Regions from separate parts of the Gossypium hirsutum genome. Here region 1 is linked to region 2. The links are chromatin contacts, called in public Hi-C maps. All regions are on one chromosome and are shown on one strand. Each heading gives the region's core, a stretch centred on a gene start, on an enhancer-like site or on the middle of the called end of the contact. The rest is flanking DNA. Distances are from core to core; before and after follow the strand shown.

Region 1 (2,744 bases), core at 142-2,641, 430 kb before region 2:
AAATAAATATATATATATACATTAAAGTTAATAAGATGATATTTAGTGGTTTATGTTTTCTTAAATTTTATAGTGAGAGAATTTTATTTAAATAAAAAATATTTTGAGAAATTTTGAAAATCCTTTTTAAAAATTTCAAAATGTTTATTTATTTAATTTTATAAATATTTTTATATACTTTTAATCATAAATTCATAACTTTAAAGTAATTCATAACATATATTTAAATTTTAAAAATGTTTTTATTTATTTTATTTCATATATTTTGTCATAATTTCTTAGTTTTGTAAAAGCTAATATAATATAAAATTTCAAAAATGAATTAGGATAAAAAAATCAAAATTAAAGTTACAATATTAAATAAAATTCGAAGAGAGACAATTTAACTATACGTGTATAATATCGAGTCAAAGGTCAAATTAGTTGAAAACAACCATCTCATCTTATTTTATTGTAATCTCTAAATCACTAACAATTATAAATTGATATAATAAGTATCGGATATAATAGTAAAACCTATTACATCTTTAATGAGAGAATATAAGTTTAAACCTTGAAAAAAAATATTATTAATAAAAACACTTACTTATCTCAAAAGAAATAATTTTGATAAATTATAAAATAGATATAAACAATATCTTAATTCTAAAATTTATTATATTATTAATGAATTTCATTGAGATAAAGAATTTTTTTTTCAGTAAAATGGTATGAAATCATTCATAATTTTGATTTACCACCGCCCATCAAAACCATGTAGACTTTTCTTTAATGAGCGAATCTATGGACCCTTTAAATCAGTGCATTGAATATAAAGAAATAATGATTTATTTCACATTTTAGTTATTTTATTCCTTTATTTGTTCTTTTAGATTATATATATTTATCAAATTATCTTAAAATAAATAAAAAAATTAATGTTTTTAATTTTGTTAATGTAGTATAGAAGTAGATTGTAATATATAAGCATTTAATTAATTTTTAAAAATTTTAAAAATTAAAAAATATAAACATTATTTTAAAAAATTAAAAATCATTAAAATTATTAACAAAGTATAAATATTTAAAAAAATATTTTTTAAATATTTTAAAATTTTAAAAAATTAATTAAATGATGATTTACCAATAATTCACATAAATCAACAAACATAACAAAAGTTAATTTTTTTATATTTTGAGATGATTTGATAAAAAAGTACAAATTTAAGGACTCAAAAAAAGAGTAAAAATAAATAGAATGCTAAAATAAATTTTTTATAAAATTAGAAGCACAAAAATATTATTGTGCCATTTTAAAATGCTTTAAAAAATATAAAAATAATGGTGATATTCATTTTTGGGGTGGGTTTTGTATAATAATTAGGGGGCCATTCCACCTGGAAAACGAGATATGTGTGGAAATCTGAGAGGGGCGAAGACTGGTTGTGGGCTCCATCAACACTGAGTCTTCTTATTGGTATCTCTTCTGTATGTTTGGAATTGTGGAAAAATATAGGTAACAATTTGTGGTAAAACCATTTTCAAACTTTGAAACCCAGAAGCAATCTATAATCAAAACCAAAAACCCAAAATCATACAACAGAAAAAAAAATTGGTAACCTCTTTCATCTGCCCCCCTTTTCAACGGTAGCAGCATATAAGGGTCATATCTTACCCAGAGGAAAGCCTCCATTGTTTCTTTGTAGAACAAGAAATTGGAGGCGAATCGTCTGGGATTTTAATCTTTTGGGTTTTTTTATTTTATTTTTGGTAGAAGATGATAAGATGGTGTATTTCTTCTTTTCAATTAGCTGAGCTGTTTATTAGCTCGGTGGTTCATCTTTTATATGGGTTTTATGTGTACAGCACTGCTGTTGCTGCGGACCTTTCACAGGCTTTGAGTGAATGTGTTTTCAAGTCTAATGTAAGTTTAGAGGTGAAAAAGCAAGATCCCAATAAGTCTACTGTTGATGATCTGCCTCCTATTGTTTTGGTTCATGGCATTTTTGGATTTGGCAAAGGAGTATGTTTGTCTTCCTTTTCTTTTTTCTTTTTGGTGTTCATTAACATGGTTTTTTCTTTTTTTTTTAGTTGAAGCAGAATTTATGATGTGGTGTGGGTTCTGTTTGCAGAAATTCGGAAGCTTTTCATATTTTGGAGGGGCTGAAAAGAAAGATGAGAGGGTTCTTGTGCCTGATTTGGGGTCTCTCACCAGCATATATGATAGGTGAGCTGATTGTTTACGGATTAAATGGTTGAATTTAGGTCCATTTAGGTTTGATTTTGTATGTTGGTATGGGAATTTTGAGAGTGTCATGGGGTTTTGGTTTTCAGGGCTCGTGAATTGTTCTATTATTTGAAAGGTGGGAGAGTTGATTATGGTGAACAACATAGCAAGACTTGTGGCCACTCTCGGTTTGGTCGAATTTATGAACAAGGCAAGCTGAAATGTCCCACCTTTTTTTTATTGATTATTATTATTAATCTATTTTTTCTGTTTGTGTGTTTTCATTTTGACAAAACATTGTTACTAGAAATGACGTTTCGATATTCGTTCTTTGCACTGGATCGATCCACGTTCATGTAAGACTGGTTTGATTATTGTACTGTGATGTTGGGATGACAGGGCATTACCCACAATGGGATGAAGATCACCCTATTCACTTTGTTGGCCATTCAGCTGGTGCTCAGGTTGTGCGTGTCTTGCAGCAGATGCTTGCTGATAAGGTTAGTCCATTACCGATTCGTATGTAGAGTCATCTTTT
Region 2 (2,931 bases), core at 304-2,803:
ATGCAGATTATGTAACATTTTTTTTGGGACATGAAGAAGAATAAAATCATATCTAGACTAAAAGAGGCTAAATCATTCTAGAACAATCATCATGTAATTTTTGAAAAATTTTATTCGGGGATTGCATATAGCTATACCTATTTAAAAGTCTTGAAAATACCATTATTACCAGTCCATCGATGATTTTATTGCTCTCTCTGAATACATGTAGTAATTTTAAAATAAAAGAAATGTGCTCACATGACCCACATTACATGTGCTCAAGACCAAATAAGCCAAAAAAGAAGAAGAAGAAAATGTTGAATATGGGGTTGTAGGATTTTCAATTATGAATCTAGAGTTTAAGGTTTTTATATAATGTTTTATAAAAGCAAAATAAAACTCCATACCTTTTTTTCTCATATGAATTTTATGTAATTTCAAATTGATTTATGTGAGCAATATTTTATTTTAAAATTGTTATATAATCTGTAGTGGTTTTTAGAAGTAATTTGGACATGAAAAACATTTTTTTGAAGCAAAAGAATTCTAAACAAACAAATTTTGATGGAAATTTTTGGTTTTTTAAAAGCATTTTTTTGAATGAAGTAGTTCAAATTATTTAGCTTCTTCTCTTTCAAAAATATTTTTGGCAACTTAATTATCATTTCACCCCCAACATATGGCACTTCCTATTCTCTAGCTAATTGCTTAAAAAATATTTAAAATTTATTTTTTATATATTAAAATATAATAAATTATAATAAATTATTTTCTATATTCTTATTAAAATATCATAATATTAATTAATTTAAATATTATTTAAATGCTTATTTTTTAATTTTTAACACCATGTCTTAAATGAACATTTTATTTATCAAAAGTACTTTTTGAAAGCAATACTAAACATTTAAATCTTAAACCAAACTTTTCACAAATATTTCTCAAAATCACTTTCCCAAAACATTCTTTAAAAATACTTCTCAATAGCAATACTAAACTAGTCATTTAGCATTACTTTTCAAAAATGATTTTGGGCCAAAAAATATTTTTGAGTAAAAGTTAAAATTATTTGCTTCTACTTTTGACTAAAAAATACTTTTGCAAAACATTTTTGTCTCAAAAATACTTTTGAAAAGTTCAAAAGCATATTGTTTGGCAATATTTTATCTTAAAAATGTTTCTTAAAAGCAATGTTAAACTGATACTAATTTAGGGTCAACTTAACATTGTTTCTAATAAGTACTTTTGGGGAAAAAAATATTTTTGAGATAAAAAATTACTAAACAAGTTACTTTTTGAGCTTTACAAAAGTGCTTTTAAGACAAAAAAAATGCCTTAGGAAAGTGATTTTTTGCTTAAAACTAGGAGCAAAAAATTTTAACTTTTATTCAAAAATATTTTTTGATCCAAAGCCATTTTTGAAAAATAATACTAAACTAAACCTAATGAAAGTGTTTTGATGGTGTTATCAATTGGAGTAAAATTATCGAATAAAAAAAAATAAAGAGGCTAAATTTTTAGAATTAAAACTATACTAAAAATTTCACACACGCATAGAGTACAGGGACTTAGAGCAGAATTAAACCATTTGTTTTTGCTCTTTCTTTAGGTTTAGTATTTAAAATTGCCACCGATTAACAGAGAGGCACCAGCTCTTTATTCCTTATAAATTTATTTTTAAGATTCAATTTATTTTCTCCTTCTACCTTATTTTTCCCATCAGTTTCTTTTTAATGTTTTGCATTTATCGATTTTCATTAGTTGATAAGAAGAGTCTCTCACTGTCTAAATTTTGGGGCTTTTTCTGTGTGTGTTTTTTCCCTTGTGAAAAGGGAGATTATAGTTAATAGGTAGCCGTTGTAAGTGGAACAAGGTTGCTAAAGATCGAACGAGATTTTCTGGAAGTTGATCTTTCTGGGTTCTTCAGCACTGACTTACAATTATATTTTTTTTAAAAAAATTATTACTAAAAGGAGTTATAAATTTCTAGAAAAAATGTGGTGGATGATGAATGAAGGAGGAGGGCATTGTCCTAAAAAATCTGATGATATCTATGGAGATGTTTGTGGTCAGGTACTTCAATATTTTGATCTCTTTTCCTTTACCTTTTGATTTTTCTGTTAATCTTTTCGTAGGAATTTTAGGGAAATTGATGCCTTTGAGATTATTATTATTATTATTAATCAATTTAGCTGCTAATTGTTAGCTGTTAATTTCAACTTTTTTGGGGATTTGGATTATGTTTTTTTAATCTTTCCTTTTAATTTAGGGTTTGAGAGTTTGATGGTTGATTTATCATCGATCTGAAATTGTGTTTAAGTAACCGAAAATCTTTAAAAAGCTAAAGAATAAGTAATTTGTGAACCGTATTTACATCAAAAAATTGGTTTGCTTTTAACCTATTTTATCCGGATTCGAGGTGAGTGCCGTCAATAGCTGTATATGTATTCGGCATGAATGTCAATACGAGTATTTTAGAAAAGATGAAGAATCTAGGTTCGTAACTTTTAATCATGGAGGAACGTCTGGAAAGCTATTACTTTTCATAGAATCTTATAGGGCATTACTTCGAATATGAGTTGCATGTATTCCATTGCTTTTCTGAACTTCCCCTTGCAAATCATGATGTTTATCGGCAGGGGCGAAGTCAAGAATTTTATGTTGGGGATCGGGATAATAGAGAATCAAATTATAAAACGTATCCCCCTTTGCTTTTTATACTCAAATAAATTTGATTAGTATTAATATCATATCTTCTCGATGTTATAGGATTTGAGCCGGTTGAGCATGTCGAGAATCCGCTGCATACTGCGTGGCATTGATTTGAGAACTTGTATTTTGCTGTTTGTGCTGGTTCCGACATGCATATTTGGTATATATACTCATGGGCAGAAGATTTCATACTTCCTTCGACCACTCTGGGAATCGCCACCGAAATCTTTCCATGAT

What was found. A called contact is a pair of places that touch in the nucleus more often than the background predicts.
Region 1: a contact with region 2 is called in a Hi-C map of leaf, with 2.1 times the contacts expected there. The contact joins the promoter of LOC107957230 here to the promoter of LOC107959924 in region 2. A contact is called at or near these places in 2 of 34 Hi-C or Micro-C datasets (both in leaf).

Annotation. Positions count from the first base shown.
Region 1 is chrA05:53,156,512-53,159,255 of Gossypium_hirsutum_v2.1, reverse strand. LOC107957230 (lipase) reads left to right here and starts at 1,391. Exons shown (of 9, transcript XM_041112478.1): 1 at 1,391-1,495; 2 at 1,846-2,002; 3 at 2,112-2,206; 4 at 2,314-2,417; 5 at 2,606-2,706. The coding sequence starts at 1,470.
Region 2 is chrA05:52,730,139-52,733,069 of Gossypium_hirsutum_v2.1, reverse strand. It overlaps LOC107959924, which reads left to right and starts at 1,553. Exons shown (of 2, transcript XM_016896097.2): 1 at 1,553-2,055; 2 at 2,752-2,931. The coding sequence starts at 1,978.